Linked DNA regions of Mus musculus: all the other regions are linked to region 1. A link is a contact called in public HiChIP or PLAC-seq and promoter capture Hi-C data. All regions are on one chromosome and are shown on one strand. The core of a region is the stretch at or near the end of the contact, and the rest is flanking DNA. Distances in the headings are between cores, read along the strand shown. Region 1 has its middle 22 kb from the start of Dgkz. Region 2 overlaps Phf21a (PHD finger protein 21A). Region 3 overlaps Ambra1 (autophagy/beclin 1 regulator 1).

Evidence for each region. HiChIP or PLAC-seq counts read pairs in DNA pulled down with a chosen protein or histone mark. Capture Hi-C pulls out chosen DNA fragments and counts their contacts.
Region 2: a contact with region 1 is called in an H3K4me3 HiChIP or PLAC-seq map of bone marrow-derived macrophages, with 2.6 times the contacts expected there. The contact joins two enhancer-like sites. A contact is called at or near these places in 11 of 39 promoter capture datasets (the 3T3-L1 cell line, 3T3-L1-derived adipocytes, the HPC-7 cell line and 7 more), 6 of 484 Hi-C or Micro-C datasets (B cells, cerebellar granule neurons, embryonic stem cells and 2 more) and 7 of 115 datasets of contacts at active chromatin or transcription factors (SST interneurons, bone marrow-derived macrophages, embryonic limb bud and 4 more).
Region 3: a contact with region 1 is called in a promoter capture Hi-C map of liver. The contact joins two enhancer-like sites. A contact is called at or near these places in 2 of 115 datasets of contacts at active chromatin or transcription factors (bone marrow-derived macrophages and effector CD8 T cells) and 3 of 9 other capture datasets (adipose tissue, liver and pancreatic islet).

The regions. Positions count from the first base shown.
Region 1 is chr2:91,970,467-91,974,545 of GRCm38.p6, forward strand. It overlaps a transcript of Dgkz not described here. Among named protein-coding and RNA genes, the nearest start is that of Dgkz, 22 kb to the left of the region's middle. Within about 2 kb of position 1,950, at least 145 of the 459 cell types and tissues checked have an H3K27ac peak or open chromatin away from gene starts, as enhancers often do. A contact at or near this core is called in B cells, adipose tissue, bone marrow-derived macrophages and 2 more, where this site is marked.
Region 2 is chr2:92,203,661-92,207,739 of GRCm38.p6, forward strand. The region is part of intron 1 of Phf21a (PHD finger protein 21A); the gene reads left to right. Among named protein-coding and RNA genes, the nearest start is that of Mir1955, 14 kb to the left of the region's middle. Within about 2 kb of position 1,956, at least 55 of the 459 cell types and tissues checked have an H3K27ac peak or open chromatin away from gene starts, as enhancers often do. A contact at or near this core is called in B cells, bone marrow-derived macrophages and memory CD8 T cells, where this site is marked.
Region 3 is chr2:91,830,081-91,834,159 of GRCm38.p6, forward strand. All of the region lies in intron 11 of Ambra1 (autophagy/beclin 1 regulator 1), which reads left to right. Among named protein-coding and RNA genes, the nearest start is that of Chrm4, 90 kb to the right of the region's middle. Within about 2 kb of position 2,406, at least 27 of the 459 cell types and tissues checked have an H3K27ac peak or open chromatin away from gene starts, as enhancers often do. A contact at or near this core is called in adipose tissue and liver, where this site is marked.

The DNA.
Region 1 (4,079 bases), core at 700-3,199:
GGACGGGGGATACAGTACTAGCACAGACAGCTCAGCAGTCAGAGGTGTTTCCAGACTGTCATCATTTGGAAGACACTCTGCCTCTATTAGGATCCCTGCACTGAAAGGAAGAAGGGGCTTACATGGCTCTCTTTCTGGGGTTCAGCAGGGTCTGCTCTAGAGTCTCCCTTCTGGCCCCAGTTTGGATTCCACAAAACCCCTAATGCGGGACAGGTAGGTACCTGACATTCCTCCCACACCCTGGTAGAGTCACAAGCTCAAATTTTAAAGAAATCTTTCAGTCTTTCACCCCCTATCCCATGTCCCATTATCCTTCCCAGATACCATTACTTAGTAAGAAGCCCAAAGAAAAGACCCTCCAGGATGAAAGGCCAGGCCCCTGGAAGCCAGTATGGTTAGGGAAATGGCTTTGGAATGAAATAGATCAGATAAGTTTCTGCTGTGTGATCTTAAGAAATTGTTTGACTTCTCTGAACCACAATAGTCCATGTTTGTGGCTTTCAGGGAACTCCAACCCTGTTGTGCACAACTTCCTCCACAATCATCTGTGGATCTCAAAGGCCTGCAAGAGTCCGTTCTCTTGCCCTACTCCCTTCCACATCACCAAAGAGGTTTCCCAGCCTGGATTGACCCTTGTCCTTGGGCCCTGGTCCTTTATGGCTCTTCTGAATGCCCTGATGTGAAAATGTACTGACTGAGACAAAAACTTCTTTGGCCCTCACTTCTTCCAAAGTGCCCCTGGGAACCTCCTCAAAAGCCACAGCTACCTCCAGGCAGCCTGGGCATACTCAGCGGCTTATGCCATCTGGCATCTGAGCTGCTGGGGACACATCCTCTGGTGAAGCCCTCTTCTGGGCGGCCAACTGCTGCTATAAGGCCTTAGAATGAGTCTATTCCCGCCCTTGGACTCTGAAGGCTCTGGCCTTTCATTCCCTCTTCTGCGTGAACCTGTGACTGGAGGAAAGAGTTCTGGTCAGGGCCTGGGCTCCCGTTCTTGGCAAGGAAGGAAAATGGACGGACCCCCGGCTTCCGGCTTCCTTTGGCAGCAGTCCCCTCCCTCCCCCTGCTCCAGCTCAGCTCTCTGCCCCCGGTTTTTGCATTTTTAATTCGGGACAGAATGTGATCTCTTGCAAGCTTCTTGCTTTATCCTGTTGCTATTTAAATTACAAATCGGCCCCATCTCCCTGTCACTCCAGGGTTATTTTTAGCTTCTGGTAAATAGCAGCAGGGAGAGTAGGATCAGGTGCCCCTCCCTCGAGGAGCTGTGTCCCTGCGGCTCTGTGCCCGCTGCAGGGGGCACCCTCCCTGCCAACTGGCGCCACTAGCCGTCCTGGAAGGGTGGAGGGGAAAGGGGGCAGTGGGGGCTGGGACATGCTCAGTTCCTGCTCTCAGTCTCTGGCTAGCTTTGCTAGCCTCTGTTCCCACTATCACTGCTCAGAGGCAGCATCCACCATCCTTCCTGGACCTCCCTAACCGGTCTTACTCTAGCGAGAGATCTAGGGGGCGGTTCATTACTTCCCCTGTATGCCGCTTGTCTATAATATCCTTCAAGCCGTACTACTGAGTGGATACTATTGTTCCCATTTTCCATATGAGGAAACAGGGTTAGAGGTGAAAGTTTCACAGGCTCAGAAGAGTCAGCGCTGGTTTCCGGGAACCCTCAAACCCTCAGACCCCAAGCCCATGTGCCCATGTGTGGAAATTGCTGCCCGTGTTGGAATGGTCTCTGCCCAGGTGGATTACCGCATCAGTGTGCTGTCTACTGAGTCATGGCTCCAGGGCCTCATCCGACCCACTGCCTGATTGTGTAGGGTCCCGTGAGCTAAGAATGGTTTCAATGGTTTCAACATTTCGAGAAACAGGAAGTACCAAAAGAATAATAGTTTGCGACAGTGAGATGACACGAGTTGTAAAGTTCAGGGTCCGTAAGCAAAACTTAAGAGGAAGCCAGGCGCCCTCATTCCTTTACACGCTGCCTGTGATTGCTTTGTGCACCACTGGCAGGGCTGAATAGCTGTGACAAGGAGCACGTGACTTCCAACGCCTGAAATATTTACTGTCTGGCCTTGTGCAGGATCCTACTTTTGTCGAGGAAAAAGTCTGAGCCTCCGCCTCCTAAGTCCGTGTCAGGCAGTGTGTCGGCAGGGCCAGAGCGTCTGGGCCATGATTGAATCTGTACAGGGATACCTCTGCCAGCCACACCCAGCAAATAATATCCATTGTACCCTCTTTTATCCAGAATCTTTCTCTTTGACGTCTCCATAGGTACAAACAAGTGGTTTTCAAACTGACAGGGCTACCAGAATTACTGGAGAGGTTTACAGATCCAGATCGAGACTCTAACCCGAGTCCAAGGCTTTAAGAAACCATTTTATTTTTTATTTATTTTTTCTTGAGGTCTTAAGAGATTGAACCTAGGATCCCACCCATGCTATGCAAGCACTTTGTCATGGAGCTACAACTCCAGCCTTAAGAATACATTTTAGGAGGCTGGAGAGATGGTTCTGCAATGAGCTGGTCTTGAATAAAACCCAAGTTCAGTTCCCAGGAACATATGGTGGCTCACAACTGCCTGTAACTCCAATTTCAGGGCATCTGACCTTCTTGTCTCTTTAGGATCCTGTACACATCTGGCATGCAGGCTTTCTCTCTCACACACACATTTTTTTTTAATCTTTTCTTAAAAAAATTCATTTAAAAAGACATACTTAGGTGATCTGGTTTGGTACCTACTGGGCATAACATTGGAGGTGGTCCACAAACACAGCATCCCTCATACCCTCTGTCTTCCTTAGCTGGAGTCATCATTGCAAGAAGTCTCTTGAACCCAACCCTAACTGGTTAGGACTCCTTCTGTGCTTGGGATAGCTTCTCCCCAGTCCAGATACACATGTGAGACACATGGGCTCTACATACTGTCCTGCCCTTTCTGATGGGATTTATTGGAAACTAGGTCCCCTTTGACCCTTCTCAAATCCAAACTTGTTTTGTTTGCTAGCTTATGATGGCTCTGGAAAGAGCCCAGAGGTACTTCTCGTCAGGCCCCTCCTCCCTAGCATCTTCTCCAATCCTGCTGAAAGCCCCTGTGGTCCTCACTTGCGTCAGAAGCAGCCTGGCCTCAGTCCTGCTTCCGCTTGCACACACCCACCCACCCTCATATTCATTGCCCCCACACTTCTGCCTGAAAGCCCTTTCTCTCCGTGAAGGGCTTTCAACTGCTTTTCTTAGCCACTCCTCACAGCAGGACTGGAGGTTTAGCTGTGAGCTAGAGCTTTATGAAAGTGGCAGGCAGAGGATGTGAAAAGGGTCACGGTGGGCCTGAGCTCCTGACAGCCCTGGGACAGCCTGGAAGAGAGTGCAGCAGGCCTCTCCGGATTTACACCTCCTCCTCTACCACAGAAGGCTCAAAGGGCCTAGAGCTGCATTCTCTTTCCAGACCCAGAGGCTCCCCTTGCCTTAATGCCTTGCCCAGTTCTGGGGAGAAGACTAGACCGCTGGCCAGCCTCAGCATGGCCTCATCCTGTACAGCCCTGCCCTGGTGCAATCCTCAGAAGAAGAGATCCAACTTGGTTACTATGCATCTTTGATGGCCTGGGACTCCCATTTTGACCTGTGGAACAGCTCCTGCATGGGGGTGTTTCAGTCCTTAGAGCTGCCTCTCCATCCCTATGTGTGCTCATGCACATATAGCATCTAGTCAATTCTTTAGTGATGCTCTGTTTTCTATTCTACAAGGCCTCTTTTCTAGCAGCAGTTGATACATTTCCCTGACTTGAATATAGGGAAAAATCTTGGTGTGGTGCTTTTTGTAGGAGCCCAGACATCCAAGAAACAGAGTATGTGTGCCTTTGTCCATGTCTCCTGACTCCCAAATCAATAATATTTCTTCCAAGATTCTTCATGTTCTGTTCTTCCCCCAGGGACACTTTCAGGAGCTCCTGTATCTTAGCTGGAGGCCCCGGGCAGGGCTCTGGAAGATCTTGGTAATGGAGTCTAGCATGCTCAAGGTTCCCAAAGCGCAGGCAGGGCTCTTGGGAACCAAACCTATTTCCTTTTCCTCTGAGCATCATCCCACTTCA
Region 2 (4,079 bases), core at 706-3,205, 230 kb after region 1:
ACTGTAACTTCTAAAATTTGAAAATTAATTGTGGTTACTTAAATTAATGATTATGTTGGGTATAAATTCAGTAGCTTTTAAGGACTATACCAGGGTCTTAAAAATAGGTAGTTTATTCTTTGAGATATACATGAAGACATGTTTTTTTTAATCTCTCTCTCTCTCTCTCTCTCTCTCTCTCTCTCTCTCTCTCTCTCTCTCTCTCTCTTTCTCTCTCTCTCTCTCTCTCTCTCTCTCTCTCTCTCTCTCTCTCTCTCTCTCTCTCTCCATCTCTATGTGTAGTACTGGCTGTCCTGGAATTCACTATAAATATAGACCAGGCAGGCCTTGAATTAAAAAGATGCACCTGCTTCTGCTTTCCATGTGCTGGGATTAAAGATATGTGCTACCCTGCTCAGCAGTTGTTCAAAACCCTTTAAAATTTTATGTTGAAGCCGGGTGTGGTGGCGCGCACACCTTTTATCCCAGCACTCGGGAGGCAGAGGCAGGTGGATTTCTGAGTTCGAGGCCAGCCTGCTTCTGCCTCCAGAGTGCTGGGATTAAATGTGTGCATCACCAGACCCTACAACTTGTGATCTTGCCTCCACATCCTGAGTGTTGGGGTTGTTAGGCATGTACCATTATGCCAGCTCATGTGGTGCTGGCCTTGAACCAGGTCTTCCACATGCTGAGCAAGCACTTTACCAACTGAGCTACATCTCCAGAACTTTAGAAAGTCTGATAATTACTTTTAAATTTACTCTTATAGGTTGTACCTTATTTTGTGTACATTTGGCTGTAACTTTTTATATTTGACACCTATAATCATCATTTTTAGAATTTTAGCGCAGGAAACTGTATGACAGAGTTGTAAATCACCCTGTCGCATACACTTCCTTATGAGTATTCTCTTTGTATTCAGACTGATTGTGTGTTAAGCATTCCTGTTGTAACTTGTAGAGTACTTTGCTGAGCCAGGAATTTGGACTGTTTGTTGATCTTAAACCAGGTACCAGTGATGAGGAGAGCTTAGTTTTCTGCCCCCTGTCTGCTCTTCTCTAGGGCAGTAAGTTGCACGTGTACCTGCAGTGTGGGACCCATTTATTACTAGTCAGTAAAGGTGATGCTAGCCTTACTGAATTTCTTGTTTTATTAGTTTAAATTAGACCCAGAGGGGTAATTATTCCACCCCAATGCATGAAGAAGTCTAGTCAGTGCAAGTTGTGCATTCAAACCCCCATGCAGTGCATGGGAAATGCATCTTTAATGTTATGATGTTGTTTGGCATATTTAGTTTAGTGCAAGGAGTGTACTTGCTTAACAGGACCTTTAATAAGCTCCCTCTACACCAAAGATATACTTTTAAAAATTATACTTAAGGAGACTTTGTAGTATTCCCCAGTAGAGTTCATCTAGAGCAGCAAAAACCTTCTCAAATAAAACTATTCCTTTAACCGGTATTCATTTAAGTGGGTTCCACTGTACTTGGTTTCCATGGAAATAGTGAACAGCTAACGTTATTTATAAGGTGGAAGTAAAATAGGGTGCCTAATGGGACCCCATGCTGCTCTGATGAAGAGACTTAGGGAAAAAAATCTATGCTCATGGGATTTTTTTTTTTTTAAACAAGGTTAATGGAAGCCCTTATTTCAGTCTTCTGTAACAGAACATATTTTTGATTTTAAAGGCTAGCATTACCATCAAGCAAACAACTTCTTTTGCGGTCTGTATTGCTTTCACTTTCAAGTTTTAGGACTGCTTAGCAGGATGGAGGCTGTATGTTTCACACTTCTGTTTCTTGGTGGTTTTATTTGAAAAGTTAGGAGTCCTAGCGTATTGTAATGTTTCAATTTCTCATCAGCACATCTGAGAGTACAGAGAAGATAGATGCTCACTAGTACAGCAGTGATGGTCAAGAATCGATATGTTGACCACACAGGGTTTTTAGATGTAAATTGTACAGGAATCAGATTTAGTCTTTAGGCCTGAGTAAGGGCTCTGTGTATGTCGTCAACTTAGTAGGTGGAAAGGTCCTGAGTTTCTTTTGAGACGTGCACGGGGAAGATTTTAATAACTCTTTTTAAGAAAGTGAATTGTTGCCACTGCCTGTTAGCTAAAATAAATGTCCATTGTTTTAATCTTTGAATTGGATTTGGGAAAGCCTTCTTTTTCTTTTTTTTTCTGTCATTACTTCAACAAGGCCTGCTCTTAGTTTCCTATGCCACACCAAACTTGCCTTTCTAAAACCTCATCAGCTCAAAGAGCATCATTGCCTTTGTGCCTGTGTTTGCAAAGAGAAGGGAGAGAAGGGGGAGAGGGGGAGAGGGAGAGGAGGGGGAGAATTTCCAGAGCCTGAAGTTACCTGCTCATCTTCTAGCCTGGTTAGGCCAGCAGTCCTGCATCTAAGGGAAGTATGGCAGCTCACAGTAAGGTTAAGGAGCTGGTGTTTTATTTAGATTGTTTGGCTGTCAGTGGCAGCTTGGGATCATTATCTGTTTGTCTGGGAAGTTCTGGTTTTCTTGGCTGTCAGGACTGCAGGGTTTCTCCATGTTTAAAAACAGGGTTGTAGTGTACCAGGGAGGAGTTTTTGTGTTGTGTGCATGTTTCTTTGGATAAGCTTCTCACTGTATTTGAGTTTATTGTGCTTTAATTAAAAAACAATTAATTTTTCTTTAAATGTACCCCCCTCTTACTCTCCCTCCCTCCCTCCTTCCTTACTTCCTTCCCTCCCTTCCTCCTTCCCTTTCTTTCTAAGTCTGGTGTTTACCAAGTGACCTTCCTTAGTGGCTTTTATTTGAATTGTAGTTGTGCTTCAGAGACAGGAATTTGGGTCTCTTGCCCCAATTCTGAGATCAGAACTCCCAGGAGTTGCAGTTAGTGTGCTTGCAGGGCCTCTCTGATGTAGAGCTGGGCCTTCCCCCTCCTCCTTAGTGCTGATGGTCTGTGCTCCAAACTCCCATTAGTGTTAATAGGAGGCACTAGCTTAAGTCCCTGTACACCAAGATAAGCCCAGGCTCTTTTATAATGCCTTGTAGATACCTTTGTTGTTTTTGTTGATGATGGCAGGAGCTTTGGTCTTGAGGTTAACTGACTGTTAAGACTGAGTTTGAGTTGTCTTGGGATATGGAATGAATTACTGAGTCTGATCTGTAATTAAGTTTTCACCGTGATTAGACTCAAAACATTTATAGCTTAGAGCTGTAGAAACTTTTGATGATTTTTCTACTTTATAATATGATGAAGCAAGGCCTATTTCTGTTCATTTCTTCTACCACAAAACAAGCGACTTAAACAAGTTTTGTGTATATTGTAGGAGAAGTTTGTAAGTCATGGCCATCGCCATCATCATCACTATACTGTACTGAGAAGATTTCCTCCCTTGCTCTCTGGCCTCTCCATCTCAGGCATCAGCCAGTTGGATACTTTGCAAGCATATTGACTTTGCTGTGCACTGCTGTGATGCTTAAAGACTGCAGCCATTGGTCAAGAAGTAACCACTGTCCACTACACCTTCCTGTGAATTTGGGATTCTTATGACTTTCATTCATGTATTTATAGCTTAATGAAAGATGTAGTTCTAAGATTGAAAGTAGTGAGTCTGGAGTGTAGGCTGTATTTTGTCTTCCTTTATCTTTTGTGGATTTTTAGTTAGTTGTCTGGATTTCTTTTTTAAAATTCTTTTTTTTTTTTTTTTAAAGATATTTTTAAAGATTCATTTATTTATTATATGTAAGTACACTGTAGCTGTCTTCAGACCAATCCAGAAGAGGGAGTCAGATCTTGTTAAGGATGGTTGTGAGCCACCATGTGGTTGCTGGGATTTGAACTCTGAACCTTCGGAAGAGCAGTCGGGTGCTCTTACCCACTGAGCCATCTCACCAGCCCCAGTTGTCTGGATTTCTTAGACCTCTGTGCTATGGGATAAAGGGGCGGCTTGGATCCTCAGAAGTGTTCATTCTAGTTTTAGGCTCTTTGAGGGCACAAAGGCACAAAAGGCAGTGGAGCACTGGAAGCTAGGCAGCGTTCTCTAATCTGATGAATGTTCAGGTTCTTCTGGGGAACTATGAAATTAAAAGCCTAAGTATCTGGGCTCTAGTTTA
Region 3 (4,079 bases), core at 1,156-3,655, 140 kb before region 1:
TTTAATTTTGGTGTGGCTTAAGAGCATACTCTATGATTTCAGATATTTAAATTTTTTTAACTTAGTTTTTGGCTTAGCATATGGGCTAACCCAGCAAATGTGCTTGATCAGAGTGTATATTCTGTTGATGTTAGATGAAATTGTGTAGATCCTTGGTGAATAGTGTTAATGTATTGTGTATCCTTGTTGGTTTTGTTTCTTGTTCTATCCATTATCAAGATGATACTGAAACAAACTATTATTGCTGAGTTGTGTATTTCTCCCTTTAGTGTTATTACTTTTTTATTAAAGTGTTTTTGACATTGTCATTAAGATATCTCTACTCTTATTTCTGTCCTAGAGTCTATTTTTACATTTGTATAGCTAGCCCGTCTCTTCTGTGGTTTCTGATTGTATGATATATATTTTCCATCTTTCATTTTCAACTTAGTTGGGTTTTTTTTGTTGTTTTTTTTTAAAAGATTTATTTATTTTTTATTATATGTAAGTACACTGTAGCTATCTTCAGACACACCAGAAGAGGGCGTCAGATCTCGTTACAGATGGTTGTAAGCCACCATGTGGTTGCCGGGATTTGAACTCAGGACCTTCAGAAGAGCAGTCGGGTGCTCTTACCTGTTGAGCCATCTCACCAGCCCCAACTTAGTTGTTTTTATATTTGTTCGTTTGTTTGGCATAGTTTCACTGTGTACCTCAGGGTGGCCTGGAACTTACTCTCTAACCCAGGTTAGCCTCAAACCCACAGCGAGCCTCCCATTTATAAGTCACTATGAGTAGCTTTTATTTAGATTTCTTTTTAACTAAAAGAAAGCATATGGTGTATCTTAGTTTTAGAAAATATATTATTTGTGTATAAGTACATGATATGTAAATGTGTGGAGATGCACGTGTCATGCACAGCTCGTCCGTTCTGTGTGAGAGGACAGCTTTAGGGTTTGGTTCTTTTCCTTCCACCGAGGATTCTGGGGATCCAACTAGGCTTGTCAGGCACAGTGAACACTTTTCCTCGCTGAGCCTTCTCACTGGCCCACATCTTTTTCCTTGAGTCAGACGGTCATGTCTTTGGATTATTCATTCACATTTAAAGTTATTATTGTGGATTTTTGTCCATCATTTTTGTGTTTGTTTTCTGTATCTTTAGTGTGCTTTTTCGGTTTGAGTTCTCGTACTATGACTTTGTATTACATGATATCATCTACTAGGCCATTTTAATGCCTTCCCTGATTTTCAAAGAACATTTACTATAATTTGCTTGATATTTATATAGACTTGATTGGTGAGATAGGTAAACATTGTTCTCCGTAGCTCTGTTCCCCTTCCCTCTGTTGTGCTGTCCTTGGAATGTATGTAAAATCTAGAGATACTACAAACACAATTTAATTGCTTTTTGTGATCTTGCGCTCCAGGCATCCTGCTGTTTGTTGACTAGTTTGGGTAAGGTGGGCTGGAGAGATGACTCAGTGGTTAAGAACAAGTACTATCCCTGCAGAGGTCCCGAGTTCAACTCCCACCACCCACATCAGGCAGCTTACAACTGCTTGTAACTCCAGCATCCAAGGGATGTCCCTAACTTCAGGCACATGCACATATACAGACATACACAGATGTATATGTAAAATAAATAGTAATAAAATATTTTCAAAACTTTGCTTTTCCTTATTAACTTATTTTCTAGTCTCCTTCCAAACACTATTTCTCATTTGATTATTTTTGTTCATCGAGACAGGGTCTCACAGCTTGGCCTTATGCTTGCAATCCTACCTTACCTTGCCCAAGTGCTGTTTGTGGATATTGTATTACCAGCACTGACATTCTTCCTACTTTCTATAAAACACTAGTGCTCTTTCTTACATGTCTTCCACTTGTCTGTTACATTAGGACTTCCATTCAAGGTCTTTCCACCCTAGTTCCATTCACATCAGTTAACATCTGGGGCTTTCTGATTTTTTAGGAATTAGTATAATTTGATAATCTGATAGCAACAGCATTATTTAGTACAACAAATTGCTTTATCATGCATTATATACCACTATGCACTTGAATTATCATTTTTGGGAAAGATGAATGACAATAGACACAGATGGGCTATCTTGGTATTTAGTACAAATAGAAACAAATACTGATTTTACATTCTTTCTCTCTCTGCTCTGTACACCTCTGGGACACTGTAGCCAGGCAAGTAAAGTAAGTACCACATTCCAACTCAACAACAGTTAAGATGGCTGTTTATAACCCCAGACAAGTGGACAGTCAGTGGTGGTGGTACTGACTAGTGCTGCTTTAATAATTAACCCAATTACCTTTCCTTCTGCTTCAGTGATGAAAGTGAGGGTGATAAAGGGCTGGCTTGGTTGCCTGGGAAATAGTAAATGTTGTACTTCCTGAGAACACAGTCCAGCTGCTGGCCAGCTGCAGGTAGGGCTTTTCTCTTACTTGGCACAGTTATACACTCTTTGATCACAGCCCTTTGCCCTAGACTCTTCTTAGAACACCAGTGAGAGTTTTGCTTATTGAGAACCTACTTTCAAATGTTTATGCTGTGTGCCTGCACTCCTTCAGGCCTTTCTAGGGGAATAAAATTGGGCTTGTCAGTAAACTTTACTGGCCCTTTAATATTTGAAACTTGTTTTTTACCCTTTTTCCTCTTTACCCCTGAGTCCTTTTTGTATTGTCATTTTGAAATACACAGCACTTTATAAATGCTTATTGCCTAGTTGTTTCCAAGGCGCATTGGGTATTTTAAGAGAATTAAATGCTCTCAGGGGGTTTGCAGTCTAGCCAGAGAATGACCTAATTTTGGTTTCTGTATTGTTTTTTGAGGGGTTGAGTTTGTTGTTATTGTTGTTGTTGTTATTATTACTGTTGTTTGTTTGGGACCTACCACTAAAAAATGAATGATTCCTCTAGAATTTCCATTGTTAGTCCAGATAGGTTAGCTCAGGGCCGTGTATAAGTGCTGTATGACTCTTAGTATAATTTGAAAAAGCATAGATTGTGTCCCTATTAATAGTTTGAGTGCGGCTTCAGAAGGGCAGCTGACATTTGCAGTCTGTTGACAGGCGGGCTTTGGAATCAGATTGTCTATTGTGAAATCTTTATTTTACTCCTTTTAGCAGTTTAATCTCTGATAATTTGTTTAACTTTGTGACACAGGTTTTTCATATGTATAATATACCTAAGATAGAGCTTAGCATATAGAGTTAAGGGTTAAATGAATTAGCAAGTGGAACATTCCTAAGCTGAAAATCTGAGCATCAGTAAAGTACAGGAGGAGAGTTTCATACAATATCACCTTGTTTTATGTATAAAATTACTCAGAATATTGTATGATTACCTTTACACTGTGTATACATTGAAGTAAAAGTTTTAAATTTCACTTGGGTCCCAACAATCCATAATCAAGGGGGAAAAGTCTAAAATTCAAAATACTTCTAGGCCCAGAATTTCAAATGGAGAATAATAAACTCACATATGTGAAGCCTTTGGAATAAGACATATGTGACATGCTGTGTGAGGACTTTTGTTGTGGTTTGGTTGTGTTTGTTTCTTTGTTTGGTTAGTTGGTTTTTTTGAAATATATGTGTCTTGCTCTGACTCACGGTGGCCTGGAGCTCACAGTGTAGCTCAGTCTGGTTGTAGACTCACCCTGGTCCTCGTGGTTCTTCCTCCAGAGTTTTGGGATTACAGGCTCTATCCACTATGCCTGCTCTACTGTACAACTGTCATTATAAAATTTGGCCCCGTTGGGCATGGTGTTGCACGCCTTTAATCCCAGCACTCAGGAGGCAGAGGCAGGCGAATTTCTGAGTTCGAGGCCAGCCTGGTCTACAAAGTGAGTTCCAGGACAGCCAGGGCTATACAGAGAAACCCTGTCTCAAAAAACCAAAAGAAAAAAAAAAAGATTTACAAAATAAAATAAAATTTGGCCTCTGTATAAATTAGTCTCCTCATTCATGCTGTTTTGCTCTCTCACTGAATTTTTTTTAATATATGTTAGGGGAAGGGTCTCACAGGGAGTAATGTACAGGCTGCCCTTAAACCCATTATGTAGCATAGGATTACCTTGAATTTATTATCAT